2 separate regions of the Mus musculus genome follow, and region 1 is linked to region 2. A link is a contact called in public HiChIP or PLAC-seq data. All regions are on one chromosome and are shown on one strand. The core of a region is the stretch at or near the end of the contact, and the rest is flanking DNA. Distances in the headings are between cores, read along the strand shown.

Evidence for each region. HiChIP or PLAC-seq counts read pairs in DNA pulled down with a chosen protein or histone mark.
Region 1: a FOXA1 HiChIP or PLAC-seq map of pancreatic cancer cells shows a contact between it and region 2. The contact joins two enhancer-like sites. A contact is called at or near these places in 1 of 484 Hi-C or Micro-C datasets (embryonic stem cells) and 2 of 115 datasets of contacts at active chromatin or transcription factors (bone marrow-derived dendritic cells and pancreatic cancer cells).

Annotation. Positions count from the first base shown.
Region 1 is chr11:104,949,767-104,955,281 of GRCm38.p6, forward strand. Gm11639 reads left to right here. Exons shown (of 108, transcript XM_017314877.1): 81 at 434-487; 82 at 1,476-1,580. Among named protein-coding and RNA genes, the nearest start is that of Gm25362, 130 kb to the right of the region's middle. Within about 2 kb of position 2,850, at least 10 of the 459 cell types and tissues checked have an H3K27ac peak or open chromatin away from gene starts, as enhancers often do. A contact at or near this core is called in pancreatic cancer cells, where this site is marked.
Region 2 is chr11:104,316,963-104,322,324 of GRCm38.p6, forward strand. It overlaps Mapt (microtubule-associated protein tau), which reads left to right. Exons shown (of 12, transcript NM_001038609.2): 9 at 1,195-1,287; 10 at 4,389-4,470. Among named protein-coding and RNA genes, the nearest start is that of Mapt, 88 kb to the left of the region's middle. Within about 2 kb of position 2,634, at least 133 of the 459 cell types and tissues checked have an H3K27ac peak or open chromatin away from gene starts, as enhancers often do. A contact at or near this core is called in pancreatic cancer cells, where this site is marked.

The DNA.
Region 1 (5,515 bases), core at 1,600-4,099, 630 kb after region 2:
GGGGCTGATTGTCATTTTCCCACCGAGCTCCACACTAATTACTCCTAGGGAGCTAATGACATTCAAAACGCTTTCTCCCTTTCCCTGTACATCCAGCCTGAGGTCACATGCCCCACAGGATCTCTACCACACCTTTGCTCTACACCAGGACTCCCCTTTAGTAAACAGTCAAAAATGTAGTTTAGGTCCTTTTTGAAGAAGACTCGGGAAACAGCACTATAAGCCTCTCAAGTCAATCACCTTGCTGGTGTCACCTGGAACCTTCCTTTTTGGAATCTTGTTAAGGGAGTTATGACAAAGTGTTAACCTAGAAAGTACGTTCAGTAGCAGTTTCTGAAGTATCTGGAAAATGGGTATGGTGCCCAAACAATGGTAATGCAGAGAGTCCCACAGTCTCTGTTACATCGTAATGTCTTTTAATCTTCTCCTATAGTTGATGAGAAAATTTCGCTACAAACACTGATGCAAAAACTGAAAGATTATACAGGTGAGTGGGAAGGTTATAAAGTTAGGGTTGGGCTATCCTCAATAATGCTTCATATTCGGTAATATTTCTCAATACCTGATGCCTGACTTATAAATTCTGGTATTTTTATAACTTGTTGACAATATTGGACTCTACAGCTACATGTTTTAAAATTTTCCATAGTTTTGGAATGGGATTCTGTAATCTGTTGTTGCTCATGATGTTATAATTTGCTTCAATGGCACTTTGAAAACCCAGTAGAGAAAGGTACACTGAACCTGAGTCAAGTCTTCAAATAGTCAAGTCAATGCCCTCGTCATATCCATTGTAATTCTCTTTTAAAAATCAAAATGTTTTTTCCCTAAGAATAGTATCTCATAGCTCTAATCCAGCATTCTGGAGACTGAGGCAGGACTGAGTTCCAAGCCAGTCTCAGCTATACAACTTTGAGGCTGGTATTAAACACAAAGGGACTCTGTCTCAAAAGTAAAGAAGCAAATAAATAAGTCTAGAAATTATTTTTGAAGAAAATTTTATGTAAGTATTTTGTTATAAATTAAATTAGGCCTGTGAGGTGGCTCAGTAGGTAAAGGTGCATGCTGCCGGGCAGGATGAAGCCTTCAGGTCCTCGGGTCAACATGGTGGAAAGAAAAAATCAACTCCTCCAAGTTATCCTTTGTCCTCCACGCCTGCACCACGACAGATACCATACACACATGTGCACACGCGCACACACACACACACACACACACACACACACACACACACTAAAAAATAAATGTAACAAATTAACTTTATCAGATTTTACTCACTGTCAAAGTAGCTTATTTGTATTATGAGATATAAACTTCGCCTAACAAGTTTATGGTCGCAATAGTTTTTAAATGATTTCTTTTCACTTTCATCTTTGACCTGAAAATGGGGATACTTTTAATGATAAGGAAACTCTTTTTGGTAGCCATGATGAGCATAGTCTGAACTGTGGTCCTTAGCCAGTCTCCTTTGACAGGGGAGAAGATTGAGGCCAGTGATGTACCGAGTGTCCTGGAGAACCTTGGTATCGAGCTCACAGACAAGGAGTTGGAGGAACTGATGAAAACGTTGCCCTTCAACGGTAAGTCCATGGAAGCTTCTTGTGAGGTTGAATTTCGTTCATCAAAATTTCATTTTTAATTGTTGCAAAGAATTAAAGAATGATTTTAAAGACTAGAAATATATATATGAAAACTATCAGTGTCAGTGTTTAAGAAACCAGGCAGCCCTTGATACATGTTTTCTGTTCCTGTGTCCATACCACTAAGGAGCTCACATGATTAAAAAAAAATGGAAGAAACTAAAAATAACATCAGAATTTTTAAAAAGCAAAGGTACATTTACCTATTGACATAATAGACTTATTAGACATATTTAGCATATTGAGAAAGATCGTTGATTTCATTGTTAAAGGTGAAAAGTTCTGGTAGAATATTGTTAAACTCTACTGAGAATAACTCATATGCTAAATAATTAATCCAGAGAAAGGCGTGATGGAGCTAGAGAGCTAGCACAGTGATTAAAAACACAGCTTAGTTCCCAGCATGCACATGGTAGATCAAAACTCTCTGTAACTTCTGTTTTAAAGGACTTAACATCGTCTTCTGACCTCTTCAGACACCAGGCATGCAGATGGTGAAGAGACATTTGAGTAGACAGAACACCCACACATACATAATAACTAGTGCATGATCTGATGGTGTTCTCTGTGGTTACAGATCTGTACTGATCACAATTGTTATTTTGAGAGTAATTCTGTTATCCCCACATAGAACCACCACACTCAGTGCCAGTCATTCCTCATCCCTAATTCTTCTACACCACTAGGACAGCCACTAACCCATCTTCATCAATCTGCCTACTGCAAGCAGTTCCTATAAATGGCATTGCATAGTGTCTTATTATGTACCAATACTTCGTTACTGAATAGTCTGAAATAATAGAAATATCATATTTTATTTATTATATGTTCATTGGTAAATGAGTATTTAATTATTTCCAATTTTGGGCAAGTATGGATAGTCCTGCAAGTATCCACATACAAGTTTTTGTGTTGATGTATGTTTTAACTTTTCTAGTATATTTATAGAAGCAAAATTTCTGGGCCATATAGTAACTTTTTATTTAATGGTTAAAGAAAGCCAGTCCAGGGGCTGAAGAAATGACTTAGTAGTTAAAACTTCTCTTTGAAAAAAACCAGAGTTCTGTTCTCAGCATCCACATCATGTATGTAACCATGGCGTTTTCCACCCACACCCTAGTTCCCAAACAATGACTCAGGGGCTTACTATTTATTAACAATACTTGTGGCCTTTTGCTAGGCTTGTTCCCTGACTTGCTCCTAACTTATTTAACCCATTTAAACGATTCTATGTCTGCCACATGGTGGTTACCTCTCCTCAGTTTCATACGAGTCTGGGTGACAAATTCCCCACCTCTGACTATTTCCCATCGTTGCAATCTCCCTACCAGAACTCCCACCTTGTAGTTTCTGCCTTTTGCTAATAGGAACATCAGCTTTTTATTGACAGATGATGTTTCCACATAATCCACAAGCGATTATCCCTATAATGTAATCCAAACCATGTGTAACTCATCTCCAAGGGATCTGATTCCTTCTTATCTGCAGAGAGAGAGAGAGAGAGAGAGAGAGAGAGAGAGAGAGAGAGAGAGAGAGAGAGAGACAGAGACAGAGAGACAGAGAGACAGAGACAGAGAGAGACACAGAGAGACACAGAGAGAGAGAGAAATAAAATAAATCTTTTTTTTAAAGAAAGCCAGATTATCTTCCAAAGTGACTGCACTGAGTATAAATATTGTAGTAATTTTAGGGGGTGGGTTCTGCCCCACTCTATCCCATTTAGCTCCTGAGTAAACAACAGTGAGACATCAGATGTGATTAACAAGCTGAAGGCATGGTAGTGGTCAGGTAGGTTCTGAACCATTCTAACCTGACTAGGCCATCAATAACCAGATAAATGCCCTGTCACTTGCCAATTGAGTCTTCTCTGTTCCATGTGTGTCCTCGAGGTTAGCTTCTCTTGACCACATGCTCACAGTCCCTCCTGCCTCAAAACAGCCTCCTTCTTCTCTTCTCTTTTCTTCTTCTCTCTCCACTCTCCCTCATGGTCATTCCTGAGACAACCCACTCAATTATAAGTACTGCCTTCCTATCCTCTTTGCCAAGCTATAGACTCCAGTCTTTTAGTCATCAATCAAAGATTATTGGGGAGCATTCTTTATAGCATATTGGTCAATACAATGCCTATGTCCAAACTGCAACCCAATTTTGAGGCACAGAGCCCAGCATCTAAATATGCACTGCACAAGACCAACACCAACATCTCCCCTTTTTAGTCCAATAAAAATCTTTCTCTTACAATAATAAACTGTATATAGTAAGAACAATTATGAAAACCATCATGTAAGAGTTGTATTCACAGTATCTAGTCCATTTATAAATGGCAACTTAGGAGAAAGTACTCTATTATCTAGTCTATCTGGCTGAGTTCAGAAGTTTTGCACCTAAATCAGTTTCTATCATAACTTGTATTATCAATCTAAAAACATCTTCTTATACCCAAAAACATGTTCTTAAGTCCAAAACTTAAGCTTTTATTGTGAGACTACAACTATCTAGTCTTTAACCCCATCAGAAACTTGAGGAGGATAAATATTACCTGAGTAAGCAGGAAGTGCAGAGCTAGCAACTTCCAAAACTATAAAAGTGACAGAGTCATTGGCTGCCTGAGAAGTCCTCCCAAATTGTTCAATAACATTGGAACCTCTATCTTCAGCCTTCTGGCCCAGAATATTTAATAGACTTTTTTGAGAAACAGGAATTTTGAAGGGCTTGCCTACCTTGTCCTTGCAAAGCTTAACAGTCTACTTCCCTGCATCTCAATTCTTGTCCAGTTTGGACAGCATACCATCAGCAGTTGAAGCAAACAAGGACAGTTTCTTACCCAGTGACAGCTTGCCACATCTGAAACAAACTCTACACGGAGGCTCTTCAATGCTCATCATCTATTTTGAACTAGAAAGGTGCTACTACCAGGATCTGACATAATTCAATGTCAAAAAATCTGTTTATTAACAAAACATCCCAAATGTCATGTTATGTGGATCTCTGAGGTTTTTTAAGACAGTCTATTTATCTATAGTATATCTGAATAGGCAAACGTTGTTTATGTCTAGCTATTTACTATCTGTTTAGCCTAGGAAACATATTTCTGTAATTAACTAAACTAGTATCTAGCATGGCCATGAGTGTGATTAACTGACTACTAACTTGTATTACTTAATTATCCTAAACAGTTCGCAATAAAAGCTTTCAAAAAGACTAGAACTTAACATCTCATTTTAAATAATCAAATAGGTGCATTCCTTAAACAAGAGTTGAAACATAAATGGTATGTTTTAACAAAATATAACATTAATCTGTATCAATATACAAAGTCCATACCAAATGTGAAATATTTGATTTGTTAATGTTCTTTGGTCTAGAAGTAGATTCAATAATCTACCCTTTCTTATCATTCCTGTTTCACGGTTTTTTCTTTTCATCTTTTCTCTCCCCTTTTTCCTTTTATCCCTTATCCCACCCACTACATAAGGAAGAAAGAAGAATAGAAGAAAACAAAAGAGAGCAATCTCCGAATTTAACCTCCTATGCCTTGTTTCCTCCTTGACTGTGACCATTTAACAACTTTCAGCCAACCCCTCTTTTAATGATGATAAACTCATTAGGTGACCAAAAACCAATCAACCCAACTTTTAGGAAATGGGGCATCGTTCTCTTGAAATTTCTTCCTGCTGTTTTGGGGGTGACAAGAAAATTGGAATATAGGCCAGTCTTAAGAAAGCTAGCTGTAATGTTTGCTGTCCAGTCTCTGTGTGCTGTAAAAGTACAGGCTTATTGGAAGGCCTGACTTTCCAGTATTAAAGGTTGGACCAATTGGGGTCAGCAGCTTTTTCATGAATCAGCTAATAAGGGCCCTGTGAGGTTGGATCGAG
Region 2 (5,362 bases), core at 1,384-3,883:
AGGACCACTCCCTGCCCACAAACACTTCCTCCTGAATCGAAGGCCCTCAGCTGAAAACATCCTCCATTCGCTCCAGGATGTTTCCAGTGTCCGGTCAGAGCCAAAGCCCAGCGCCGTGGACCGGGCCAGCTGCTTTTGCTGGGAACGGCATTGCAGGCTCCAGTTTCACAACGCCAGCCACCACCCTCTCCCCCTCTGAACCTCAGTGTTCCCGAGCGCTTTGGCTTAACATGACCACTAGCAGTAATTCAAGTCTGCTTTGTAAATATCTATCTAGTGCCAAACACCACAAAAGCTTGTTTCCTTTCCTGTGGGGTTAGAATAAGAAACACACACACACAGGGCGGGGTCTCTATGTATGTTTCAGACCGTGTGCGATTGCTTAATGTCCTCTGATTAATTTGTGTCTAGCAGTCATCTTCCTCCAAAAACCATTTTCTTTGTCAAATCATGAGTTATGTAATCAGTCACATTTCCTTTTTCCTCATTGGCTTCCGGGAAGCTCGGTGCTGAATATAATAGTGCCCTCTTCCTCTTATTTTATTGTTATTATTGTTGTTGTTATTATTGTTGTTATTATTTTGGGTTTTCAAGACAGGATTTCTGTAAATTCAAGGCTAGCCTGGTCTACTACTGAATTTCAGCATAGCTAGGGCTACATAGAGAGACCCCGCCTCAAAATAGCATTAAAAAAAAAAGTTAAAATTAACAGAGGATAGTCTAAAGTAACTAAGTATTGTATGTGCACGCCACTGTGTTCAGAAGGCAGAAGTGGGGTTTTATGACAAGTTCTTTACCCTCCCTGAGCCATCCCACCAGCTCAGCTCAAGACAATCTGGTTTGAAGCCTTTAGCCTTGCCACTCCCCAGCCTTGGACGCTCTTTGTGATAAGGTGCCTTGCACTGGTGTGTCTGTTTGGATTGTTGTTGATCTTTCTTCTCATCACTTGACCCAGGGGACTCCTTGTTTACAGTTGTCACTCCACCCAACCTAGTGACCTCCCAGCTCTGTCCTCCTGTTCCCAGCCATGTTCTCTTCCAGATTCCTTTTGTGACTTCCAGGGTGCCATCCCAGGCAGCTTCTGAGCCCCCTGAGGAGTCAGGGCTCAGACCTGGCTCTCCCCCCACAGCCCAACAGGTCAGGGGGCGATGCTCCGGTGTGGTTGTCTCTCACTCTTTTTTTTGGCTATCAAAGGTGCAGATAATTAATAAGAAGCTGGATCTTAGCAACGTCCAGTCCAAGTGTGGCTCGAAGGATAATATCAAACACGTCCCGGGTGGAGGCAGTGTGAGTACTGTCGCAGTCTCCATGAGGTGTGCTGCAGCCTTTGCTGTAACAAGTGTCATGAGTGTGTCCTTGTGAGACATTGCATAGAATAAATCATCTAGGGCTCAGGACCTCCTGTGTCCCCACAGTGTCTGCTGTCCCCAGACTCCCCTCCCTGTTCCATGGATGGCCCAGCAAAGTAGGGAGAGCAACCCGTTCCAGCTGGCCCTTCTCTGAGTAGCTGGGTCCCCATGGTACCATGTATGTGTTCCTAGAAGCCCCGTAGATATTGGAAATGGGGTTGAAGACAGTGCATCCATGATGTGGGCTGACACCTCTTCCCTCATCTCTGGGGCAGTCTCTGTTGGTTGGGGAGTGGGGAGTCCATATGATCCCACTAGACACTAGGACTTCCTGTTTCATGTCAAGGTCCAAAAGGCCCCTAGCCACTTCTCCATTTTTCATCTGGGTCTCCTTCATCTTTGAAGAGAGGAAAAGATTCCCAGTTCAATTTAGCACTCCCCTCCCCCCAGGACAGGGACTCTGGTTGCACAGAGCCTAACACCGAGGTGACAGGTGTCAGTTGCCTGCATTGTTTGCCAGAGAAGGGGTTTTAAATGTCTCCTCCTTTAAACACCACTGGGGACCCCCCCCCCCCCCCCCCCGCACATCCTCAGCGAGTCCCTGCAAAGAGATGTTCTTAGGTTCCCTCAATGGGCTTAGGGATTCCCTTTGTTCTCTTGGCTGGCCGGTGCCCAACAGGGCAGGATTTGTAAAGTGGCCCCAGGCTTCTCCCTGCCAGCTCCCCCTCCCCTGTTCTGGGTCAGTCCCAGAACGGACCTGGGCTCTCTGATTGAGCTGCAGGCTCCACCTCTCGAGCGTGCGTGCTGGAATGCAGGGGTGGGCTCTCTTTCCTGAAAGTGCCGAGCCCACAGGGTTTATTCTTGCAATGTGCTCCTGCCTCCGGCCCCGACACCTGCCCTGCCTTCTGCCTCTTGGACCGATGGCCCCAGAGCAGCAAGTGCTGGCCCTGTGGCTACTGCCTTCTCACGCTTACTCACCGTGTCTGCCTTTTCCTCTGTCCTCCACTCCCCGCTGGCCGATCCTGCCACCTCCCTTACTTGTTTTGCTTCCTAAGGAAAGGCGGGGCTGTTGGCTACACTGCGGTTACTGCCCTGCCTGCCGGTTGCCTTCTCAACGTATAGAAAGATATGGGTTGCGGGAAAGGGTGATCTTTAAGATCGCCGTCCTTGTCCCTGGGCTCTGTAATGTTGTTTATGATACGTTAGCTTCCCAGCCCAGGCTGCTGTGGTTAGGGAGGGAAGCCAGAAGTGTCTGGTTTTGCTCACGTCTGGTCTGTTGCTGGGTCTGAGCGCTCCAGCTCCCAAGGGCTGCAGAGGGCAGATGCTCCTGTAGGGGAAGTTGGGAAAAGGCAGCTCTCAGGGCAGCTCGGATCACATGCTGGTTGTCTGATGAGGCTGCAGTGCCTAGGGTATCAGGGAACTTTATAACTAAGGTGTACTGCAGTTTGCCAGCCTTTGAGCTAACCTGTGACCTTATATAGAATCACAAGATAGCCTGGCCTGTGGCCTGTGGCCACTGTTGACTACAGAATGGACCTGTGGAGAAAGCTTTCTTAGGGAGGGGGACTGGTGGCATTTGGGTTGTAGGATTCCAGGCTTCCCATCTAACTTGCTCCTGGCTCTCTCTAGGGTGGTGGGAACTGCAGCAGGGAAGCTGCTTCTCCATCTCCACCTCCTGGCTGGGCTGTGGCCTCCTCTCTCGGGCTGCTCTGTGGGATCTAGTACCCTAGTCAGCTGCTCCCCCATTCCTTTCTTCTCTGGCTATCCCAAGCTTCCAACATCTCCTGTCCCCCAACATACCCCCTGGTACTGACTCTCTAATGACTCTACCTGGGCTCTCCCATCATCACCTGCCCCAGAACTCCTACTGGCCTCTGGGTCTGTTTGCAGGAGGTCCTTGGGTTTATCTGCTCCTTACCCACCCTCCTCTGCAGGGGCAGGCTGACACCCTTATGACTTATGAGGCCATGGCCCTCCTCTTCCATCAGGTCTGTTAGCAGAACACACACACACACACACACACACCCCATAACACAAAACACCATCAGCCGTGAAAACGAGGGATTTATCCATTGAGACCTCCGTAGAAACCACTTTGCTTTATTGATTCTTGAACATGTGGCACCCCTCTCCCAGGACAGATGAGCCTCCTCACCCCTGGAATGACCATGGTCTGTATGGGAGACCCATGGGACTCTGCAAGTGGCAGCTAGTGACCAGCTAAGCTGTAAAACCACAGATCAGAGAGACAGGCTTCCAGGAGCCCCATCTGCCTGGGTGGTCTCCTTCAGAGTGTCCTGTCAGGAAAGCAACTGTCATTTTCCAGAGCACACATTACTGCTGGGCCACATGAAGGGCCCTTGGGCTGGCGGGTCCCCCCCACCCCCCTTCCCCAGTGTGTCCTGTCTGCTCACTCATGCTTGCTGAGACACTTACTGCAGCTGTGGTTTCTGCCGTGCGCCTGCCTTCTGTTGGTGTTGCTTCGCTCTTCTCAGTAGAGGCTGAAGTGTTCAGGAGACTATGTGTCCAGACACCAACTGGCTCTCCTTCTGGGTCATAGAGCTGGTCTGGGTCCTGTTTGCCGACTGGTAATCCAGGACCATGGGAGCTTCCTGGGTGAAGCAGACTCACCCTCACCAGCTTCTCCTGAGTCTTTTTCTGAGGAGAAGATGCAGGGCTGTGAAGGCTTCTTCCTCCACTGGGTGTCATTGGCCTTTCATCAATAAAACGATGTATGCTTTTATATTTAAGTGTCTGCTACAGAGATGGTCACGTACAAGGACCAGGCACCTGCTTTTCCATGAGAGTGTCTTGTGTTTCTGGGATGTTTAGGTCCCTAAGCTTCCTGGTGAGGACCCAGCTCCCTGGGGGGTGGGGGGTGGCTGGATTTGGGGAGCCTATTTTCCATCCTGAGTGGGGGTGTATGCAGCAGCTGATGGGAGCCACTGACAAATGGTCCATCAGCCTTTGTGCTGTGTTACACCCCTAGTAACATAACCCCCTTTATTCTCTCTCTCGCCCATCCTCTTTGACCTGCAGGTGCAAATAGTCTACAAGCCGGTGGACCTGAGCAAAGTGACCTCCAAGTGTGGCTCGTTAGGGAACATCCATCACAAGCCAGGTAGCACTTGAGGAAGACAGGCTTTGGGACAGGAGTGCTGGCTGGAGTGGGGGGTGCTTCCTAGAATAGGCCAACCTGGGCAGTGAATGTTAAATGTGAAAGTACTGTGTGGCCTTGGACCTGGGTCTGTCTCTGTTGTGAGCCTAGACAAGGGGTGGAGGAAATGGTTTTATATCCCATCCTGTGGCTCTCCAGAAAAGTCTGTATAAAAGGACCAGCCATGGGTTTGATTGGGTCCCTCCCACCCCCAAAGGCCGGCTCTGTGAACATCTCAGCTTTGTCACAGCCAACATGGGGGACACTTCAATTGCATCAGCTATAACATGAGAACTTTTGGGCTGTTGTCTCATCTTCGCTGTAACATTGTTCAAAGAAAGCATTCTTCCCAGGAAAACAGGCCAGGTCACTCCCTCTCCTGCTATACCCTAGTGTGGTGACCTGAGCCACAGGGGAGGTTAGGGTGTCTCTCCTCATGGTGCATTTGACAGGCGGTTTGATTCCAAGGTCTTGAGGGGCTGTGGCTTACAGAATGTTCCTAAGTAAATCTCCACAGCTGGAAGGCATCCGGCTTAAAATTTAGTGTGCCTTCTCTTGGCCATGCTTCCTGTACCACTGAACGATCTCAGGAGGAAGATTCTGCAGGGTAAATATCCCATGTACACGGTCTCGATCAGAGAAGAGGCAGGTAGTTTGCAAGCCCTAAAAAGGGCTTCCTGTGGCTAAACCTCTTTCTAGATAAAGGAGAGCCCTGGCATCTCCTGAGGATGGGTTGTTCTTTGGATCCCTGGCCCAGCCTGTGTGGAGCCAGTGGGGATGTCTTATACCTGATGGTCCCCTCCTGAATGGTGGGTGATACCTGACCTACTTTTTTTTTTTTTAATCAAGTCTCCAG